Regions from separate parts of the Mus musculus genome. Here region 1 is linked to region 2. The links are chromatin contacts, called in public HiChIP or PLAC-seq maps. All regions are on one chromosome and are shown on one strand. Each heading gives the region's core, a stretch centred on a gene start, on an enhancer-like site or on the middle of the called end of the contact. The rest is flanking DNA. Distances are from core to core; before and after follow the strand shown.

Region 1 (6,991 bases), core at 1,328-3,827, 360 kb before region 2:
TTTAGTCCTAGCCCAGGCTGCAGGAAGCCCATCAGAAGGGTCCCAAATACCCAAACTGTCCCTCAAAGAAATGAGGCTACCGGGCCCTGGTGGGGAACATGAACAGAGGCTGTTCACTGTTCTCTGCTGGTCTCAGTAAGAACCAGACACTTGTCCATGGAGGACAGAAGGCTGTGGGGTGTGCTTTGAGGGCCACTGTCTTAGTCACAGGTAGGAAAATCCTATTTCTAAGATGTTTCTCTTTGGAAAGATTGACTGAAAAGTAGCAGATTTTATTTTCATGGGAGCAGAGTCCTAGGGTAGTAGCATTAGGTCACCCTGATCCTGTCATAGTCTAGAGCAGTGGTTCTCAACCTGTGATTGCAACTCCTTTGTTGGGGGGGGGGGGTGTGTCAAACTACCCTTTTACAGAGGTTGCCTAAGACCATCAGAAAACACACATTTACATTATGATTCAGTAGCAGAACGGCCGTTATGAAGTAGCAACAAAAGTAATTTTACTGTTCGGAGTCACCACAACATGAGGTGCTTAAGGATTGCAGTATTAGGAAGGTTGAGAGCCACTGGTCTAGGGGACACTCCCGGGTCACGGTGGAAACTGGCTTTTATCAGCCAGCCCTCATGTCTTGGTGCCCTGGTGGAAGCATGAGAAGGTGGAGAGTGTCCCTCGATGGGCCTGTTCGTCCTCCCAGACAAGCCTCATGCTGATGCTAACTTGGCTTTGCAGATGGCTGAATATTGATGTCACTTTTAGATGTCACTGTTAGGTTAGACTCTTCATTACTAGCAGGTCAAAAGGAAAGGAGTTGACAGTGAATCTGAGAGCTTCCCCCTCTTTACCCTTCAGGAAACTCTGGGTCTAGGATTATAGCCAAAGGGATGGGGTGAAATCCTGAAAGGATAAGCCCAGTCCTGCATAAACTGGCTGGAAGGTCGGTGGTCACAGCTAGGGCCACATATCTATCCTGTATCACTGTCTTTTGGCACATTTGCTCATTAGCTGTATCTAACTCTTCTAGCATGGACCCTGCCTGTGTCTAGGCTTTGGGGACCTCTGATGAAGTGGTTTTTTCTGACCCCTCTCATTGGCATGTTACATTTGAGAATTAGACCTCAGATTCCTGCCCCTTCCTTGGCAGCTCCACACTGAGCTGCCATCCTCCGCAGACATGGCACCTGCTCAGAGCTTGCTTGCAGCTTCAGGGTGCAGCAGGCACTGGGTAGGGGGCCCACCTAGAGAAGTTCTGACTACACATTAATTACATTTCTCATTGTGAAAGAGTACATGACCAAAGCAACTTGAGGGCTGGCTGGGCTCTTAAAGTTCATCTCAGTGGGGAGGCATGTGACGGGAGTGTGAAGTGACTGGTCACACTGCATCCTTACCTGGGAAACAGAGTGTAAAGCTCACCTTGCCTTCTCCTTTATGTCTATCTAGGAACCCAGTCTATGCCCCACCCACATTTCTCAAAGACCATTATGTGTTTTATCCCCTCCTCTGCTCCCCACACCCACTGACTCCTTAACTGTGCAGAAGGGGGACCTCTTGGCCCCATTGTCAACCCCTTTCTTTCCTATTAGATGTAACAGGGTAAAAAGAGCCAACAAATGTCAAGACCATGGAGAAACACAGTTTCCAGTGGAGGTTTGGAAACTGTCAGCCATGTGTATACAGGGAGCATGGGTATTTAAATACCTTGTCTTACTTTGCTTTCTATTGCCGTGATAAACACCGTGATGAAAGTCAATGTGGGGAGGGAAGGGTTTATTTGACTTACATATTTGAGTCACAGTCCACTGAAGGACACTAAGACAGGAACCCGACACATAAACCTGGGGCAGCAACTGAAGCAGAGACCGTGGAGAAATGCTGTTTACTAGCTTGCTCTTCCCGCTTCACCCAGTCTGTTTTCTTGTATAACCCAGGCCTAGGGATGGTACTGCCCACAGTGGGCTAGGCCCTTCCACATCAATCACCAACCAAGAAAATGCTCCACAGGGATGCCTACAGCAAAGTCTGATAAGGGCATTTTCTCAGGTGAGATTTTCTCTTCTCCAACTTGTATCAACCTGACAAAATCCAGACCAACACACACCTAGATAACTGTACATTTAGGTAGGCTTACATATTAATAGATCCATGCTGTTCCCTCCAGTCACATCCTCAGATGACTGCTGTAAGTGAGCATTGTGGAGCTGAGGGCCTGTGTCACATGTGTAGATCCAGGAAGCATCTGCTTGGTCTCATGTGATCCCCCCCCCCCTTGTCTCTGCTCTCTCAGGTTCAGATCAAGGGAAGCATGGTGTATAGCAACTACTGTGTTGGTGTAGAAGTTCGAGCTAGGGCGCCTGTCAGCGTCATCTCTGAAGGCACACACATCTTCATCTCCACGGCCACCTCAACCTTCATCATCCTCAGAGGGGCCCAGTCCTATGACCCTGACAACCCAGGGGCTGCTCTCAGGTGAGAATACAGAACTGTGAGACTCTCCGGCTCCTACTTTTTCAAGCCCTGGCTCAGGAATACTAGGAGAGTTAGTCTGGGAATTCTGCCAAAGTAGGTTGAGACATTTCTGTGTACCCGCTTTCTTTAGTTGAACTGCTCTATTCATTATCCAAGTGTAAGCCAATATAGGAAAGGAGAGTAAAATGTGAGTAGTTTTTTTTAAGGTGCTGCTTAAAACTGTGATTTTGGAATGTGCAATGTAAATGCCACCCTTTCATTAGGACTCCGTAGTCAGATGCCAGTGGGGGGGGGGGGGGGAGGCAGAGAGCTGCCTGTTAGTAAGGCTCAGCTCTGCGGTCACAGACTCTGGCCCAGACAGCCCAGCCTGACAGGCCTTTTCCAGCCTTCCACCGGGATCCTCTACCTCCCAGCATGCAGCCTCATGCAGCCTCCACTCATGCAGGCTCATGCAGGCTCATGCAGCCCTCCCCATAACCCCAGACCCCTGTTGTACACCACTCAGTCTGTGCTGTCTGTCACTAACACCTTTGTGCCACTGTCCTGTGCCTGAAGTCACCAAGCCACAAATTCCACCTCTTCCCAATGGCCTTCTCCACCTCTATCCATGAAACAAGTATTTTCGTTATTAAAAATCAATTTTTATACAATATATTCTGATCACAGTTCCCCCTCCCTCATACTATCCAATCCTCTCCACTTCCCCACTCACCCAACTCCATGCCTTCTCAGTCTCACTCTCTCTAGAAGACAAGCAGGCAATTAAACTACAATAATGAAGAGAGAGAGAAAAGCCTAAGAAACACGCACACACGCCAAGACACACACATAAATAAAATCTGTAAGAACACAAAGTCAGTAATCATAATATATATAAGCAAACATCCAGTTAGGTTTTTTTAAAAAATGTCCAAACAAAGCAATATAAGACAAGAAACCCACCCTTGTAATGCCATGCAACCAATTTTGTGTTGCCCACCTACAGCTGCCATTAGGTATGGTGTGTATACACAGTGAGGGTCTGTTGGACAAAATGCAATTCTCCTTTTTTGGGTATTTTTCAGCTGAGCATTTCTCAATTGGAGATAGCTCCTGATTAGGGCTGGTGGCTCATGTCCTCTTCCCTCTCTTGGTGCTGGGACCCCGAGGAAACAATTCTTCCAGTCACTCAGGCCAAAACTTTCCTCAGTGTTTTGATATCTCTTTCTCTCACACTTCATGCCTGTCAGGAAACCTCATTACGTCTCCCCTAGACACAACTCCCTCATACTTCCCCTGCATTGCATGGATGGAGCCACCAGGGCCTCAGCTTATGTCCACCCTCAACCACAGCCAGTCCTCCAAGACAGGATGGAGTCTTTTAAGACAAAGCCAGAGCCCTTACTTCCCTGCTCTGACCGTCTGCACACCATTCAGCTCAGAGGGAAAGCCACTGTCCTTAGCTGTGTGTTGTTCTCTACTCCCATTCCTCACTCATATGGCTGCTGTGCACTGTCCTCAGCGTTGAGTCTAAGTTCAGGGCTCTCATTGAATATACCCCTGTGCCTGCCACATGGCCCCATTCATAAACCAGCTCCTTTGTCATTGTGACCCTTCATGTCTACCACACCCAAATGTGGGATTTGATGCTTCATTAGTGCAGTGGAGGGGAGAGGTACCCTTTCCCTGGTTCTACCTATGTGTATGCTGTAGACAGCTCTCAGCTCTCAGTCCTTCACACACACACACACACACACACCACACCACACACACACACACACACACACACACCACACCACACACACACACACACACACACACCACACACACACACACACACACCACACCACACACACACACACACACACACACACACACACACACACACACACCACACCACACACACACACACACACACACACACACCACACACACACACACACACACACACACACACACACACACACCACACACACACACACACACACACACACACACACACACACAGCCTGACAGGCTAAGTCTGTATCTGTGTCACCTTCACACTGTCAACTACCAGGACACATCACAGCACCTAAAAATGAGAGCTCTGTGTCTGGGCAGTAAGGAATCTTCCGGGTGAGCAGTGGACAGCTTCTCTGCACAGCTTGTGAGTCACACTGAACACCGAGTTCTCTTGTGCCCTAGGGATGCTGCTCCCCAGTAGAGGCTCTCAGGTGGCTGCAGTGCTGCCTCATGCAGCTTCATGAACAGAAGTTACCAGAATGCAGTGCCTGCAGGCTAGACAGGGAATTGGGCTTTTAAGGTTCAGGTTTAAGCGACACTTATGGAAGCAAGTTGCCCTGATGAGGGAGGCTGACCCAGCTTCCATACTGTTTCCTGCCTGTCACACGCCTGTTTAAGCATGTCTGCCCAAGGCTGGGATGATGCTGTCTCCGCAGTCCTCCCTGATGGTGCAACTACCTTATCTTGTGGCTCATGCAATTATTATCTTACAGAAAGATGGCAAGATGGAAGGAGAATCATCTCAAGTCTCCTGCTGGCCCCATTTTTTACCAGCTCTGAGTGAAACAGGGCAAACTCCCCCCTACCTCCGACAAGGCCTCTGCCAATGTGCTTTCTTCCTAAAATTGGGATAGTGTGACATTCCTGTCTCACCATGTGAAGTTGTCTCAGAGACAAGATGTAGCATTGGCAGAGTGATTGCAAAGGAGCCTTCTACAAATTGTGAGGCCGTGTTACTTATAAGCAGGGGAGGGGGCGCCATACATAAGGAGAGGAAGGAGTAACAAAAGAAACTCCAAGGCCAGGGTACATGACACAAATCAGAAGGAAGCAAGATCCTATGTGGAGGACAGTGGTCTCTGTGCCAGTGAGTGGGAAGACAGGCCCAGCTCCTGCACCACTGATATCAAAGGGTGAGAGGTATGGTCTCTTCCAAATCACATGTGCCTTTAACACTCAGTGATGGTAACCACGCCCCTCCAATGGCTTCCCCAATAGGTATCACTGGACTTGCACAGCGGCCAGCTCACCAAGGTGGCCCTGCTTTGATAACTCTACTTCATACCAAGTGGACACGCAAGCTCCTGCCATTTCCTTCCCAGCAAAATGGCTCAGTGAATGCTGTGACCAGTTCCTTGTGACACTGACGGTCTCTAGCAGGGGACAGAACTCATCACAGGCCTTGATGTTCCTGTCTACCCGTCCTGACTTGGCCTTCAGGTACCCTTGCCCTAGTCAGAGCAGATGAGCACCCTGGCTAATGGTGGCAGCTTGAAAGGAATCTGTGTTCATGGAGCGGTATGAAATTAGGCCATGTGGGAACCACACCAGTAAGGGAGAAGTGCTTGCCAGGGAGGGGATGGTGATCTGGATAGTTCTGTGTCTCCTGGAGAAGAAGGAGTGACAAAAGAAACTCCAAGGCCAGGGTACATGACACAAATCAGAAGGAAGCAAGATCCTATGTGGAGTACAGTGGTCTCTGTGCCAGTGAGTGGGAAGACAGGCCCAGCTCTTGCACCACTAATATCAAAGGGTGAGAGGTATGTATGGTCTCTTCCAAATCACATGTGCCTTTAACACTCAGTGATGGTTAACACACAGCAGCAATTCTGAAGAATGTTGCCATGATGCCAGTGGGTCCCTCCTGTCATGCACCCATCCCCAAGATGGAAGACCAATGATTGGGGCTGACGTCAGAAGGCAGCAAAGCCATCTAATTTCCAGACTTGGGAGACTTCTGGGGATTACAAGACTGGAGGATATGCAAGTGTGGGACCGTGGAGGATTACAGAGAATCAAACCCATCAGCTTGTCATCACCAAGGCTACCAGAGTACTCATATTATAGCTCCATGGACCAAATGTAGGACTTGAGCTCAGCTGCCAGGATGGGCAAGGACACAGAAGGTTCTGGATTCCCCCTTCAAAGGGCTAGGTTATAAATGACTGAGCAGGGGGCGAATTCTAGGGGAAGCAAGTTTGTATTTGGCACAATAGTTTACACTCTCCTAAGAATGACATAACTGGACATTTATGATCAGTTTATTTCTGGGGTTTTCCATTTAATATTTCAGACCTTGGTTGACTGCAAGTAACTGAAACGTTAGACATCAGCTACAGTACCCATATCCACAGACAAATTCACACACACGCGGGTGATAGGATGTGTGGTTCCTTTTCAGAAAGCTGCAGACCTGCCCTACCATGGCCCTTCTTGCCTCCTGCATGTGGTGTTACATGGTGAAGCCATGGCTTGGCATGTGGCTGATAGTGGAAGACACGGGGAATCCTGCACACCACTTTAGGAAGTCTCCTCTGTACTTAGCCTTTTAAGGTCCTCGTATCCTCTAGCAAAGGAATTCATGTCACAAAACTCAATCTAGTCTCTCACACCACCTGATGATGTCCTAAAGAACCCAGAGTTCATGAAATGCTCTCTGGGAAGCATCCCTGAGCCAGGAAAGGGCCTGGAGAAATTTCCAGGAAGTAGCTATGGTGACTCAGAAATGTGTGTATAAAATGCAGGGCTGTGCAAGGTAGGGTC
Region 2 (6,879 bases), core at 1,045-3,544:
GAAACCAAGCTTCTGTTGACAAGGCTCTGCCACTTCTGTAAAGCTGTTAATTTTGGGCAAGGATTCAGGAAGTGGCCACCCCCACGGTCCCCTGAACACAGAAAGAGCCCAGAGCTTCCTTATTTCCACCTCCCAGGGGCAGCCGACTGAATTCATTTTTGTGTGTTTCCAGACTTTTGACTCACCACCGGAGAATTCCCCAAGACTTGCTGAACAAGTGGGTGGGTGAGCAGGGGAGGACATTGGAGGATTACAGGTTTTAGTCTTCCTGTTACTAAGCATCTCCCTGCTTACCGGATCTTAGGGACAATAAATACTTGCTGAGCCTTAAGGAAGGCTGGAAGATCCGAATGAATGGAATGTAGAATGTAGGGTAAAAATCTGCAATTCCAGTCTTACTGTAGATTGCCCTCCTTTGAATCTGAAGGGTCCCGTGCTTAGCTGGTGGATCCTTTGGAGGCTCTGATCTTGAAGGCCTTGAATGGGGTCAGGAGAGGAGAAGTGAAGGGCATGTTTATTGTTTGTTTCAGTTCAGCCGTGCTGAACTTTGAACCCAGAACCCCCACCTGCTAGGCCAGCCCTCTGCTCCCTCTCTAACCCCTCTGTGGGGTCCTTTACTGGGGACATCTTAGGCCTGGAGTACTGATGAGGTGGAGCAGAGGTGGCTTGTGAGTGTGATGTCCTACAGAGGTGGCCTGGACAGCGTTGTGAGGACACTGGTGGATGATAAGTGTTGGATGCTAGGTTAATGTCACATGGTGTGAGGTGGGGACTCTTTGCAGAATATATGAAATAAAGATTTAACTAGTCAGATATAAAAATTATGGTAACTTTTACTTTAATTTTTTTTTTAAGATGTATTTACTTACTTTAGGTATGTGAGTACATCTTCATGAGAGCTCATCTTCAGACTGTAGCTGACTTCAGACACACCAGCAGAGGACATTGCATTCCATTACAGATGGTTGCAAGCCACTATGTGGTTGCTGGGAATTGAACTCAGGACCTCTGGAAGAGCAAGCAGTCAGTGCTTTTAACCTCTGAGCCATCTCTCCAGCCCTTACTTTAATTTTTTTTTTTTTTCGAGACAGGGTTTCTCTGTGTAGCCCTCGGCTGTCCTGAAACTCACTCTGTAGACCAGGCTGGCCTCGAACTCAGAAATCCACCTGCCGAGTGCTGGGATTAAAGGCATGTACCACTACGCCTAGCCCTTATTTTAATTTTTAAGTGACGTGTTTTATCTTTCACTATGAGTCCTTGTACATGTCTGTGTGTATGCACATGTGAGTGCAGGTGCCAGCAGAGGCCAGAAGAGAGTGTTGGATCCTGTGGAGCTAAAGTAAGAGGCAGTAACTGGAAGATGGCTGCTGAAACTGAACTCAGATTCTTCCTCTCTGAGTGCAGTGTGTGCTCTTAACCATTGCGCTGTCATTACTTCTTATTTATTTACTTATTTTACATTACATCATTCTTAGACACTTTGTACAAAAATGTCTTGAAAGAAAATTTCCCTTAGTGTTCTGATTTAAGTTGTATTCCGGAAGACACTACAATTTCTTACTAATGGTTGACTGTCCTGTCCTGAAATATGGTATTTGATTAACCATTGTGAATGACTAGTGTGTGAAGGAATGAATTAATGAGTGACAGCAGGTTGAGACTACTGACCCAAGAGGAGTTGGAGATGTGATGGGTAGCTCTCTGTATTTAAGATGCTGGTTGAAAGGGCCCACGTCCACTGTGGAAAGCCATCTATTTATAAGAACTGGATCCCTCTGTGGTGTTGGACGCTTTCTCTATATCATCAGCCACTGGTCCTTGTAAATCAGCTACTTGACCAGCTCCATGAGACTGTGTGATGGTTTGAAATGGAACTCTCAGATTCTGCGTGGCTGTGGTAGAAGCTTGCGTGAAGTGCTGCTTGACTGGACCTCAGCCCTTTACTTATGGGAGGACCCTTTCCTGGTAGACAGTCTGAACATGAAGCCAGTGTGGGGAGCGCACAAATCCCCCTGTGTAAGTGCCACTCACTCACAGGCCTTCAGAAACAGTCATTCTTCCTTTGAGCTTTTCTTTGTGAGGAGAAAGGGAGTGAGGTGTTAGCAAATGACAGGTTAGGGGTCTGGACATTTGCACAGGAATCTCCTATGAAGTGTACAAAATACTTCGTCCTGGAATTGGGTGGGGTAGCCCATTCTTGTCTCCCTCTTGACTGCTCCCCTGGAACATAGTCGGTACTGTGTTCCTTGTGTCTGGCAGGAGGGGAGTTACAGCTGCGTTTGTGAGAGGCCGGAAGGAACTTATTCAGATCCCTCCCCCCACTCCCCCTCTGTGTAAGCAGAGATGTCCTGCTGGCACTCTGTTTTGGAGTGGGAAGGATAGACTTAACAAATCCCTTTATTTATAGTTGTTGAAAGAAGTGAGAGAGATGTGAATGTGTCTGTCATAGGACAAAAGGAGGCGAGGCTGCGAGGTGGATGCTCAAGGCTGGTCCCAGACACGCTCATGCTCCTTTCCAGTGTTTTACAAGAAACTGGATGGCTCAGTGTGTCTTCTTGTAGACCTGTCTGTCCACCTGGTAGTGTTGGCTTCCTTTCAATATGGCAGCTGGTGGTATCCATGGATGCACTCGTGGTAGAAACAACAGTTGCAGCCCCTTAAATCTGGGCTTCCAAAGTTCTACCATATTTACTCTGGGTTTATTGGCACACAGCTATGCTCCAACTTAGCGTGGAGGTTGAGGCAGGATTGCTGTGCGTTTGAGCCTAGCTTGGGCTTCAGAGTGAGTTTAACGCTCCTACTTTCCCATGAGAAGAAGGACGATCAGGAGGAAGAAGAGGAGGAGGCAGAAGAAGGTTTTTAAACTACCTTATTTCATTGGTCATAACAGATCCCAAGACAAACTAGGAAATCATCAGACTCAAGGGGAAGGGATTGCTGCTGACTCTTTGAAAAAAAGATTTTATTTATTTTTACTTAATATATGTGTTTGCCTGCAGGCATACATTAGGTGTTTGCAGTTCCCAGGTAGGTTAGATGAGGGTGTTAAATCCCCTGGAACTGGAGTTAGAAGTAATTGTGAGCCTTTATGTGGGTGCTAGGAAATGAACCGGGGTCCTCTGCAAAAGCAGCCAGTGCTTTTAATTGCTGAGTCATCTCTCTATCTGCATTGACTGGACCTCTTGATGGGGGATGACTGACTTTGCAAAGAACCCGAGTGATGCTATTATATCTGAAACACAAGAGACCTACCCAGGTGAGGGCAGGAGGGATAGTACAGGGTTCTTTGTCACAGAGCTAATTGTCATTGTTTTCCTTTTCTGTTAAACAGGCTCTCACTGTGGAGCCCTGGCCAGCCTAGCAGTTGCTAAGTAGTTCAGGCTAGCCTTGAACTAACAGAGTTCTTCTTGCCTTTGCCTCACAAAAACTAGGATTAAAGACCTGGAACACTGTGCCTGGTATGGCAGTCTGTCCTCACTAGCTAAACCACGAGTGACCAATGCCAGCATTCTGTCTTGTTAACTGTGATTGCTGAGTGACACAGTGCTGGGCACATGAGGAAGGATCTGGGGGAAATGCGGCTGTTCACATCAGACCTGATTCTTGCTGTGGAAATTGTCTGCTTATTTTGAAGCAAATACATTTTGGTCCTTGGCATTTTAAGTGGGGAGAATGGCTTAGAAAGGATTAGTCTTTCTCCAATGCAAATGAATTTATTAGTTTTTTTTCTGGTTCTTTAGCAAACATTTTACTTATTATCATGCAGTCTTTGTTTTTCTGTTTAGGAGACCAGACAAAAGAATCTGATAAGTGTTGGCTGAAGAGTTTGTAGGCAGGGCCCCGGAGTTGCTTGATGGTGGGAGTCTAGGATTGGCCCATTCGTCTGTGTGCCTGAGAGCCTGGCATGCAAGCTTTGTCCTTGGCCATGCATCCTGACCTCGTACTTTTGGACAGATCTACCACACAGGCTCTTACACCAGTCCCTGGGTAAATGGTCTTGTCCTGGTGTCTCTGTTAGAACTTGAGCCCAGTAAGTGTCCTGGGAAGGGTATCTTTCACTCACTAATGAGAATTCTCAGAATTTTGTTCCAATGATAGACTCACATTTGACTTCTGATGTTGGGGAGCCTAGAGGATGCAGAACAGTGTTCTGTCTGGCCTTTTAATTCTGTTTCATCTCCTACAAGACCCATATGGTTTGCTTGAAACATAAGGAGATCCAAGATGCTTTACAATAGTCCTTTCCCCCAGAACTCACAAGCACAGAGGTTGGAGAGGACACGCAGGCCTAAGAGCTGACATAGACTCAGGCCAGCCGATCCCAGAACAGAGAGAAAGAATGCTGGGGTGGACTTGCTGATAACTATGCCAGAGGCATGATCTTCTCTAGTCCTCTTACCTTTGGGGGAAACAGAAAGCCCCAATTCCTGTAATTTCACCACCTTGCCTCCTATCTTGGAGCCCTGTCTGTGGCAGGCAGCCCTGGGGTTTAATTGTGTCTGCCTTGCTGGCTTGTTTCTCATGGGGATTAGAGCAAGCTAAATTGGGCTTTCCCACTTAGTGGATAACAGGGCTTCTTGAGGAATGTGAGCCTAATTAAGGATTCCAGGGTCATGCCTAGCAAAGAGGTCCCAGGAGCAAAGGTAGAGAGGGCTTTCATCCTCAGAAAGGTTAACAAGTACTGCAGCCTGCATTTCATGCCCCTGTCCCTGAGGGTCCCTTGTTCCTCGCAGGCTCCTTGGGGAGCCTGACCTTGACATTCACTGGCCTTGGCCTCAGGCTTTGGAATTGTTCCAGGAGCAGCCTTGAATGAAGAGTCTTGTTGCTGGTGGGGGTCTAGTCTTGACTGGTGTTCTGAGAATGCTTTGGGTCTCTGAAACCTTTGATAACTGTTAGGCTAACCTTGTTTCTTCAAGTTCATGTGATGGAGTCTTGACTCTAGGACATGGCTGTGTTTATAGGCATGGTCTTTTAAGAGGTCAAGTTCAAACAAAGTCTCTAGAGTGGGTTCTAATCCCACGTGACCTTTGTTCTCCTAAGAAGACTCTAAGATACAGGTAGGCAGGTAGGTGACCAACCACATGTGGGAACAAGGAGAAGACAACTTCAAAGAAGGAAGTTGGCCTCCTGGGCCGAGGAAATAAAAGCCTCTATTGTTTAATCTGTGTCTGTGGGGCTTCAGTGTGGCCCCAGCAGTCTAGCATGTGCAGCATTTAAATAGAGTGTTCTGTTCTTTGAGTGACAGCATCAGGGGATGAGGAACTTTTCTCTTGAGTCACCTCCTCCTTTTATAGTGAGTGATAATCCCAGTCATAAAAAACAGTTAAATAATTCACCTTTTCTAAAGCTAGTAAGTACAATGGGCCTGTTCATTGGTTAGCGATATTTACCAGCAGCTGTAAAAGCTGTAAAGTGATAAAAAGTGCTTCTTGGAAAAATTTTCTGCCTGGATGCTGTTCTCAGCCTAGATGAGAGGTGGCCTGACCCACATTGCACTCTGGGTCTCAGGATTCTCCCAAGCTCACAAGGCCATGATATCTCTCCCCCACTCACTCTCCAGATTTGGAAGGAAGGAAACTGTTGCCCTCTGGCTTCCTGTCAAAGCTGAAGTGAATCTGCCTCCAGTTTTATGTAGCTTATCCTGAGTCACATCATTCTGATCAAAGCAATTTCATGATGCTTTGGGTACCAAGATGGTTCCTTCTTTAAGCAGGAAACTGATTCCTCTCCCACCTGCAGTGCAGAGGTGGCTAGTGACCCGCCTTCTCTGTTCCTTTGTCTCGTACCTGAAAGGTTATTGGTGGATTTATTGGAAGTTACTTGCATTTATTTACTGATTCATTTGTTTTGATGCTGGGAGTGGGGTCACTCAGGGAATGGTGTGTGCTGAGCTCTGCCAAATTGTCCCCCTAGGCCTCGTGCGCACTTACTGAGAGCCTTTTAGTGAGTGATGGCTGATGCCGCTGGGTTGCTTCTCCTTTCCTGATCTCCGTGCATGTGTACTTCACGCCCGCTTTAGAGAGTTGTCCTACGGGCATCTGGAGAACAATAAGAAAGAGGGCCAGTGGAGAGAGCAAGCACCCAGGCTTCCACTGTAGTGACGAACATGTAAAAACACGCTGGGATCCCGAGGGCATGTCTCTCCACTCTTCCACGGTTCTGTGGTGCTCTAGGGAGCTCATTCACAGGACCCAACAGGATTGGAATTTTTGATGATTCACAAAGGGTTGGATGCAAACATACCTTTATTCTATGTAGTAGCATGTAGTGGTTTTAACCATGCATCTCTTAGAGAAATTGGTAGAAAAATAATCACTCTTGACGTGGCTTGGCCAGAATGAAATTTAATTGGACACGACAGCCAGGGTTGAATTCATGGCTTAATTGTGTGAATGGAAGTGTGTTGAACTGGCTAGTCCTTTCTCTCCCTGGGGACTTTGACCTCCTGAGTGGTAGTCATAGTAGACCTGCTCCTCCTTTACCAGAGACTCCTGCTGGCCATGGTGAGGGGCAGAGGCGGCTGGCTGGGGCAGAAGCTTTCTTTTTCAACATACACTTCACTTGTTGGTTAAAACTCTACCTTTTGCCCAAGGTTCAGGACCAAAGCATGCATGTATTCCCCCAAAGCATGCATGTATATACACACACATACACACATGTGCACATTCATATACTTATTGACTGACACATCAGAACTCTCTCACAGGTCCCTCACTCAGACTTTTAGTCATATATGGGCTGTCACAACAACTCACATATTTCTCACATATTTCTCAAAAAAAAAAAAGGCCCAATTTTGGGGAATCATACATTCTAGGCAAGCTTTATATCACAGAGCCCACCCCCACCTTCCTCCTAGTCTCTGCGTTTTAAATATGC

What was found. HiChIP or PLAC-seq counts read pairs in DNA pulled down with a chosen protein or histone mark.
Region 1: a contact with region 2 is called in an H3K27ac HiChIP or PLAC-seq map of oligodendrocyte precursor cells, with 5 times the contacts expected there. The contact joins two enhancer-like sites. A contact is called at or near these places in 4 of 484 Hi-C or Micro-C datasets (adipose-derived mesenchymal stem cells, embryonic retina, myocytes and 1 more), 3 of 115 datasets of contacts at active chromatin or transcription factors (embryonic stem cells, extraembryonic endoderm stem cells and oligodendrocyte precursor cells) and 1 of 9 other capture datasets (adipose tissue).

Annotation. Positions count from the first base shown.
Region 1 is chr11:8,945,822-8,952,812 of GRCm38.p6, reverse strand. Pkd1l1 (polycystic kidney disease protein 1-like 1) reads left to right here. Exons shown (of 52, transcript XM_017314870.1): 10 at 2,283-2,464; 11 at 5,447-5,668. Among named protein-coding and RNA genes, the nearest start is that of Pkd1l1, 25 kb to the left of the region's middle. Within about 2 kb of position 2,577, at least 23 of the 459 cell types and tissues checked have an H3K27ac peak or open chromatin away from gene starts, as enhancers often do. A contact at or near this core is called in oligodendrocyte precursor cells, where this site is marked.
Region 2 is chr11:8,582,901-8,589,779 of GRCm38.p6, reverse strand. The region is part of intron 3 of Tns3 (tensin 3); the gene reads left to right. Among named protein-coding and RNA genes, the nearest start is that of Tns3, 78 kb to the left of the region's middle. Within about 2 kb of position 2,294, at least 20 of the 459 cell types and tissues checked have an H3K27ac peak or open chromatin away from gene starts, as enhancers often do. A contact at or near this core is called in oligodendrocyte precursor cells, where this site is marked.